Regions from separate parts of the Mus musculus genome. Here all the other regions are linked to region 1. Evidence: chromatin contacts called from public Hi-C data. All regions are on one chromosome and are shown on one strand. Each heading gives the region's core, a stretch centred on a gene start, on an enhancer-like site or on the middle of the called end of the contact. The rest is flanking DNA. Distances are from core to core; before and after follow the strand shown.

Evidence for each region. Hi-C and Micro-C count contacts between places; a contact is called where the count stands out from the background.
Region 2: a contact with region 1 is called in a Hi-C map of embryonic fibroblasts, with 5 times the contacts expected there. The contact joins two enhancer-like sites. A contact is called at or near these places in 33 of 484 Hi-C or Micro-C datasets (the AML12 cell line, the C2C12 cell line, CD4 T cells and 22 more), 19 of 115 datasets of contacts at active chromatin or transcription factors (the NIH/3T3 cell line, Th17 cells, astrocytes and 15 more) and 2 of 9 other capture datasets (bone marrow-derived macrophages and embryonic stem cells).
Region 3: a contact with region 1 is called in a Hi-C map of embryonic stem cells, with 2.1 times the contacts expected there. The contact joins two enhancer-like sites. A contact is called at or near these places in 7 of 484 Hi-C or Micro-C datasets (the HL-1 cell line, embryonic stem cells, liver and 2 more).

What each region holds. Positions count from the first base shown.
Region 1 is chr1:39,760,305-39,763,004 of GRCm38.p6, reverse strand. No RefSeq gene overlaps it. Among named protein-coding and RNA genes, the nearest start is that of Rfx8, 41 kb to the right of the region's middle. Within about 2 kb of position 1,439, at least 259 of the 459 cell types and tissues checked have an H3K27ac peak or open chromatin away from gene starts, as enhancers often do. A contact at or near this core is called in the C2C12 cell line, the HL-1 cell line, the NIH/3T3 cell line and 6 more, where this site is marked.
Region 2 is chr1:39,888,368-39,891,067 of GRCm38.p6, reverse strand. No RefSeq gene overlaps it. Among named protein-coding and RNA genes, the nearest start is that of Map4k4, 11 kb to the left of the region's middle. Within about 2 kb of position 1,402, at least 34 of the 459 cell types and tissues checked have an H3K27ac peak or open chromatin away from gene starts, as enhancers often do. A contact at or near this core is called in the C2C12 cell line, the HL-1 cell line, the NIH/3T3 cell line and 4 more, where this site is marked.
Region 3 is chr1:39,612,947-39,615,646 of GRCm38.p6, reverse strand. No RefSeq gene overlaps it. Among named protein-coding and RNA genes, the nearest start is that of Gm51620, 22 kb to the right of the region's middle. Within about 2 kb of position 1,401, at least 89 of the 459 cell types and tissues checked have an H3K27ac peak or open chromatin away from gene starts, as enhancers often do. A contact at or near this core is called in embryonic stem cells and uterus, where this site is marked.

The DNA.
Region 1 (2,700 bases), core at 190-2,689:
ACCACTCCTGATGAGACACAGGGAAAGTGGGTTAGGGTTTCTCTCTGACCGGGGTATTTTTGGGGGACCACCTAGCATGCCAATGGAAATGTCTCTTTTAAGGAGTGAATGTTTGCATCCCTCTCTTCATCACTGCAGGTCAAACCTTCATCTCTCATGGCATAGATTCTTCATCTGTCTTGTGAGGCTGTGGCAGAGTACATGAGGCTAGAGAATTTATCAATTTAGGAATGTCCTTCTCAACCATTCAGGAGGAGCCCAAGAACAAGCAGTTTCTGCCTGACAGAGTCTTTGCCCAGCAGAGGTGATGACACAGAGAAGTCAGGAAGAGAAGAAAAGAGGGCTCTGACCCATCCTCTTGTTAGACGACTCCTATGATACTTGATGGCCTCTGGAACTCCAAGCTTTTCTGAACTCTGCCAGTCTGTGGCATTTTGTTACAGAAAGCCAGACCGACTATAATGCCCCTCACTCAGCTCCCGAAAATCGACTCTAGAATCAGCTCCTCCAACTGACGGTGGCTGTTGAGTTTAATTTGTGTATGTTCTCCAAGTAGCCCAGGTTGGCTTAGAACTCATGATCCTTTCTGCCTTAGCTTCCTGAGCTGGGTTTGGGGATCCAGCACAAGCTGGTTTGGGTTTTCTTCATGTGTGGTGTAACAATCATTGTCTGTGTAAGAGTTTACTCGGACACAAGCAGTCTGCTCTTACTTTCATCCCCAAACTCGCAAATCTACATTTAACCAGAGAAAATAGCCACTCAGCAGGACTTCCTGTATCCAGGGGCGGGGGCGCTCCACGCGGTCCATCTTCTCAGCTGCGCATTGGCTGAGTCAGCTCCCTACAGTCAGTCCCTGGGCTTCTTTCCAAGTTTCCTTTACTGCAAGTAGCAGAGACGAACTTTTTTTTTTTTTCATACTGACTGCTTTTCTCTAGCTTTAGGAATCTTCGAAGTTTCCCGGTCAAAGAGTTCAAACTGTCTTTGGCTTTTACAACTAAGGGCAAAAGCCACAACTACATGTGTGGCGATGCCCCGTGCCTACCCCCAAAGTGCCGTGGAGCTTGAATTACTCCGGCCCCACCAGTACAAGGTCTTGTCGTTTCTCTTTATTCAAACTAGCTTGTGTAGCAGGCCTTAATTTACTACTTCTTTCTCTGCAGTACTGTCCGTGCTGTGACTCAGAAATCGCTTGATTTGCTGTGTTTCCAGTCAGAGAGCTCTTCCACTAAAGAGTCTCAACACTCACCCCTCAGCTCGTTCCTATTGTCTAACGTGAAGTTTGTTGAGGGGTTAGTATGGTTACACTGCAGGAGATTTACCTGGACAAATTGTGAAGAAGAAGAAAATAGCTAAGCAGGAAGGCTAAGAAGCAGTCCTTCCCCCTTCAGGCACGCTCCCGGAAAGGTGGTGTTCAACGCAGGCCATCTAGTGGATCCTCCTGGGAAAAGTGCCCAGGGGGAGTCAAGAAAACCATTTCCCAGTGCAGAAGGATGGAGCCCAGCTCAGAGACTGGAGTTCTCACTGGAGGAAGAGCTGCAGTTGCCCCTACTCCTGGGGACAGGCTATCCCTTCCCTCTTCCTGGCGTGGGTGTGTGGGAACCGGCACGAATGAAGCCAGTCGTGCGGTTACTAAGCTGCTGGGAGTTGGGGCCTTAACTTTGACTTAGCATGAATTCTGGCCCAGAACCTCGCCCTGCCCCCCACCTCTCCTCAGCGAGGGCCCCACATTACAGGATGTTATTCATCCGACGTCTGTTAGCTGCGGCCCCAGTGTGCCAGGCAGAAAGACTGAGTCAGATTCTGGAGGGAAGAGATTTTGCCAGGAAGACCTGGGCGTGGCTCAGGTAGGTGGAATCTGAGGTCGCAAGGGCATGAGAAATATAAAATCAGGGATGTTTTCACGAGATCAGTAGGATTTGGCTTTCCACACCCACTATTCCTTATATTTAAACAAAACAAAACACGCTTAGGCAGTTAAAAAAAAAAAAAAAAAAACACTTTAAGAAATATACACTGGCCGGGCAGTGGTGGCGCACACCTTTAATCCCAGCACTGGGGAGGCAGAAGCAGGCAGATTTCTGAGTTCGAGGCCAGCCGGGTCTACAGAGTGAGTTCCAGGACAACCAGGGCTATACAGAGAAACCCTGTCTTGAAAAACCAAAAAAAAAAAAAAAAAAAAGAAAAGAAAAGAAAAAAAAGAAAAAAGAAAAGGAATGTATACTGTATGAAACTGCCGGTATGTAATGTGTATGTGACATGTAATTATATAATATTCAATCTAATGTAGTGCCATATATAGCAGATATATAAAGTGGAACTAACAATGAAACAAATATGGAATAAACAAGAAGTGTGTGTTTTCTGTGCACATGTGTGGTCCACTCCTGAGCAGCTGCCAGTGTGTGATTTAGTTCCTGGAGGTGGACTCTGAGGCAGACTTAGAAGATGAGAGCATTTTTTCGGTGGGAGCTTTGAGGAATGAGCAGCATGAACTTCAGATGGAGCCCTCACCGTTATCCCTAAGGACGCCTCTGTCGTAACAGTCTTCTCTCTGAGTCTGCAGGGAGGCCCTCACAGCCAGGACCCCTGTTCCTTTACAGGGTCCCTTAGAGAGCATAGCATCATGTTTGCATAGAACCAGCCTGCATCCTTCTGATGCTTCATACATCCCTAGATGCCTTAGATTCTTGGTACCTGGGA
Region 2 (2,700 bases), core at 153-2,652, 130 kb before region 1:
GCTCTGGCATGACAGTTGTTTTGCCCTTTGGATCCTGTGGGGCGTCCAGCCCATGAAACCCAAGTCTCCCTGCCTCAGTTAAGCTCTTTTGAAAGAGTGATCACAGACACGGCCAAAACTGTCTCCTAGGTAACCCTAAAATCACATCAAACTGACAGACAAGACTAACCATCACACTCATGTTTCTCACAGAGCAGGACTTAGAGAATTATTGATAACCGGAAGAACTTTAAATTTCTCCAAAGTCAACCCAAAAGACAGTATCTGAGACAATAAGAATCACAAAGCAAAATTGCTAACGTTAATCTGGGTGATAGTGATAGCGCTAAGAACACTTGCAAAAACATAAAATGTTCGTACCATTATTGAAACTATCACTGTACACAATTTAAGCTCATGGCCATAGCTATGTAAAACTTAAAAATTACTCTGGGGGATGCCGGGCATGGTGGCGCACTCCTTTAATCTCAGCACTTGGGAGGCAGAGGCAGGGGGATTTCTGAGTTCGAGGCCAGCCTGAACTACAGAATGAGTTCCAGGACAGCCAGGGCTACACAGAGAAACCCTGTCTCAAAAAAAAAAAAAAAAAAACCCAAAAAACCCAAACAAACAAACAAAAAAATTACTCTTGGGAATGAGTGATGGGAAGAAATACGTAAAATTTTAGTAGTTTTTAGCTGAAAAAAAAAAAATCTATCTGTGATTTTCTTTCCTCCAGGTCACAAGCTGAATTTTCTGAGCATGATTTCTAATACTACATTTTTAAGTAATGTGAGATAAATTATTAATTTCCATAAGGTGACTCTTACAAAAACCTTATGCTGGGCTGAGTAAACCAGCATAAATGTATGGTCCCACAGCCTTGGCGAGAAGCCCTCTCCTGCCTCTTCCAGCTCCTGCTGGCTGCTGACAGGCTTGCTTGCCTTTCTTGGGCTCACGCCGTAGGCCACTGTCCGTCAGATGGCACACTGTGGATGTCTTCACACTGTCTCTTCCTTCAAGGACACCAGGCGTATTGGGTTAAAAGCCCAGCCTACTCAAGTGTGACCCCATCCAAACTAGTGGAATCCTAAGTACCGTGTTTTCATGTAAGGTCACATTCTGGGTCAGTTAGACCTTCACCAGGTCTTTTTGAAGGGAATGAAAAAAACACTATTCAACTTGTAAGAGAAATTTAACATTTGGGTGTCTCCTTCAGTAGTAGCATGCCTTCATCCAGTCATTCACTCATTCACTCATTCATTCATTCTACGTGATTTGGCCTGGAACTAACTGTAAGGACTAGATTTGCCCCAAACTCGAAGCTACCCCGTTATTCTTTCTTATTGGAATGTGGTAGTTTCCACAATTTAGCCACATGGGTGGGTTAGGAGATAATTGTTCAGAGAGGGTTTTCCCATGATTCATCTCATTTTCTTCCTTGACAGTCTCCTTGTTATCCATTCTACCATGTATGTATTAGTCACCCATTGTGTTAATCTAACAAAAATTTAATTCTTCTGTCTTTTATTTTATGGACGTGGGTGTTTGCCGGCCGTGTCTCTGCGCACTGTGTCCTTGAGTAAGCAGAAGAGGCACGGGATCCCCCAGAACTGGAGAGACAGATGTTTGTGAGCTGTGGAAGAGCAGCCAGTGCTCTTAACCACCGAGCCACCTCCCCAGCGCAACCTATCCAAAATTAAAAGTCTAACCAGAAGCTGCGAGTTTCTCATCGACACTGTGGTTTTTCAAAGAGATGTGACGTTTAGAACAAATATGCACAATTTGCAAATCACTCTATAAAGAGTACCCTTGGAATGGAAGTATATACAAATTTTAAAAGTCAGGCCATTTGGCAAACATATATCAGATGTCAGAGAGGAGACTATTAGGGGAAAAGAAGACAGCCAACTAAGGTTAAAATAGCTCTAAACAGAAATTGAGCTTGCCAAAACAAGTATTTTTCAACATTGAGTAATCTCCTATTCTGCCGGGATATTTGCACACTAGCTAATATTTTAAGATAATGTCTTACTGGCATTTTACTATGTGACCTTTTCTGATTGTAGAGCTAGAGATAGCTGCATGCTTACTATGGAGACAAATATATTTATTTGATATTTTGTAAGAATGATGTCTTGTTCTGAACTTGAGAGAATTGTGTGACATAAAAATATAAGGAATTATGGTGTGGATTGAACAAAGCAAGCATGACTTCCTTTATATCCCTGAACAGGACTCTACTGCTGCCCTGTGCCTTTGCAAGTAAGATATTTGTTTGTCTTGACGCACGCACACATTCATCTTAATGAGAATGTTGGTGATGTCATCAGAGTTGCATGTGTGCTTCTTTGTGCCATTATTCTTATCTCCATTTTCTTCTTAGGAGAGCTTTGTTTGTATCAGAGGCCTAAGGAAATTAAATGCAAAGCTAAGCTGGGACAACAAAACTTGACTGTGTGCAGAAAGGAAATTAGAAGCTGACACCCAACTACTCTGAACATTGTGTCAGAGGACTTGAAGTGGAGCCATTTCCCCCACAGGAGTCTTGCTGAGACACAAAAATACCTCTTTGATTCACAGTGGTCAAGCTGACCCCCAAACCTGGAGTCTTCTCTGTGAGCCACCCCTCCCCTTCTCAACTCCTTGTGTCTCTCCTACAAGGGGCCAGAAACTAGTCAGTTACGTATGTGGACTCAACCAACTGCAGGTGGCTTATTT
Region 3 (2,700 bases), core at 152-2,651, 150 kb after region 1:
CATTTAGCTTCTTGCTTCTTGTTTGTGCTTCGCTCCTCCTCCTGCTCCTCCTGCTCCTCCTCCTCCTCCTCCTCTCAGCTCACTGGGACACCAACACTGGTCTGTAGTGTCTTCCCCCATACTAGAACTTAAAATTGGTTTGGAGACAGAATTGACTTCATTTCATTGCTTCACCAACTTTCAAGCACGAGGGGTTCGTTTCTACCTCAGTTTCTCCCCACTAGAACGAGATTATCCCCAAGCCTGCTTGGCTCACCGTAGGGGGGCTATAGTGCTGGCTGTGCCTCGACGTCCCTCGTTTTTTCACATCCCACAGAAGCCCTTTGTCTACTGTCGGATCCCCCTGGCAAGAACCGAGGTATCTGAGGATGAATGGTTTCACTTCTTGCTCTGATCGTCCTTACCTGCTCCATGTCTCACGGTGGTTTCTTCATCTCCTGGACATTTCTAGATAAGCGGTGGGACCTTTGGGAGTTTCTAACAAACTTACAGTTTCCAAACTTGGGAATTTTGTAGGAGGCAAAGATTTAGTGCGCCCCCTGGTGACTGAGCAGTGGAACTTTATTTACAGTCGCTTGTCCTTGAAGCAAACATTAAACCCCATCTTGACTCAACTTCTTTCCTTCCCCCATGCTTTGGGGAAGTCCAATAAGGATGGAGGTGGGTCTTACTCCTCCGCTCCTGGGGTTGCCCTCCTCTCTTACTTCTTCAATATCCTCAGCGCAGCTACTGAAGCCCCCGCCAGGGTCCAGGATCCAGATACAGGCTGTAGGAACAGCTACTTGTAAAAGATGAGGAGGGCAGAACAGAGAAGCCTTTCCCAAGTGTGCTTACTCAGGCCTTGTGTGAGCCGGAGGCTAGAGTTAGATCAGTTGGCTGATTGTTAGAATCGCTCCAGGCTAGAGAACATTGGAGACCAGACCCTACAGAAGCAGGTTTTCCTTTAATCAGAACAGCCAAGGGCAGAAGCCACTCCTGGGGAATGTGCTTAGGAGTGGGGGTGGGGGGTGGGGCGGGTTGGAGTTTTATAGGGCAGAAAAGGGAACTTCTGTAGTGGGAGATTACATCTGCTTCCTTCCCCTGCAGTCTTCAAGCTTGTAAATGCTCTTCTTATCAAGAGCTCACTGGGTCCTAACTTCCTGCAGAAGATGCTGCCTTTGTGTTAACCTACCTGTCCTGGAGTTGCTCAGCTCGCCCGCCCGAGGCTTTTGGGTTGTTTGGCCTTGAGCCGTATCAGCACCAGATGTTTTCAGACACCTAGAGAGGCTACGCAGCTTGCACCGGCTCCCGAAAGTACCGGCCCCAGACACATCTATTTCCAACAGTGTGGACTTTTCTCTGTAGCCATTGCCACGGGGGTCAGAGCATTTCTCTCGAGGGCCTAGCAGAGAGACCGCAGTGACTGCCACAAACAGGCAAGGCCAGTGCGCGCAAGGCCAGCGCACTGGCCACACTTCCCTTCAGTAAGGCAAAAGGGAGTTTTTCTCCATTTTTCTGAGAAACCAGGAGAAAAGGTTAATGCTCAAATTTCCCAAACCTGTTTCAGTTGTGATTCTTAACTTCCTTCTGCCTCTGCCAAGGGGCTCACACTCACACAAAGAAACCAGAGGTAACCTAATCTCATCCTCTTGGTCCATCCTCCTGTCGCAGCCTTCCAAGAGGAATAGCGTGAGCCCGCAAAGCCCCTTCTTGTTTCTATTTTCTTCATCATTTTACTGTCTATAAAGTAAGCCTTCAGTACTTGGTTCCAGGAAAACTTACTGCATCTGATAGAACTAAGAGCCATCGGATTCCAGAAACACAAATGAGGCAGTCAAGATCTTTAAACTAAAAGTAACATCATCTAGATCTTTTTATTTTAGAATTTATTTTGAAGTTGTGTGTGTGTGTGTGTCTAAATGTAGTGTTGTACATGTGAGTGCAGCACCCACAGAGGCCAGAATCGGGCACCAGATCCCCTGGAGCTGGAATTACAAGCAGTTGTGAACTGCCCCCAAAGGCTGCTAGGACCAGAATTCCATCTGCTGCAGAGTCCTGTGGGCCCTTAACCTCTGCACCGTCTCTCCAAGCCCTCTAGATTTAGATCTATCTTGTGCAAAAGTCATCTTTCCATAAATACTTGGAAAAGATCATGTATTTATCTTGAATGTTTCGTGGGGTTTGTTTGTCTTGGGACATATTAATCATTGTTACTGCTTGTCCTATAGTGTCCTATATTCTGCAAGTATATTCTGGTGGATATCGCTTATAAAGAATATCTCTGTCCAGATGCTTTTATTGAAAAAGTAATAATTACCTCAGAGTAAGAGTCTTATGAATCAGGCCAGGATATAAGCAACAGACAGCGCCAGCTGTGAGAGAAACTGAAAACTGTAAGCCCCTCAAGGTCACTGTGCAGCTGTCCAAGGTCAGACAAAAGCCCTATGGAGCCTTTTAGGCTTTCTGGAGTGGGTGGGAGAGAGACTTTCTCCTCACATCCTAACACATCAGAAACTTTTGAACCAGCTTGGCAAGAAAGGCTTCACCTATGCCTGGGGGGTTCTGAGTCTTTGATCGGAAGTTTTCCCACACAGGTGCAGCTCCATCGCAATACTAACAGCCACCCTGCTTCCCAGTCCCAGGCACAGCCCTGCATCTAACCTGTAGGTTAGACTCTCACAGGAGGCCTCTTTACCTTAAGGCAGTGGTTCTCAGCCTTCC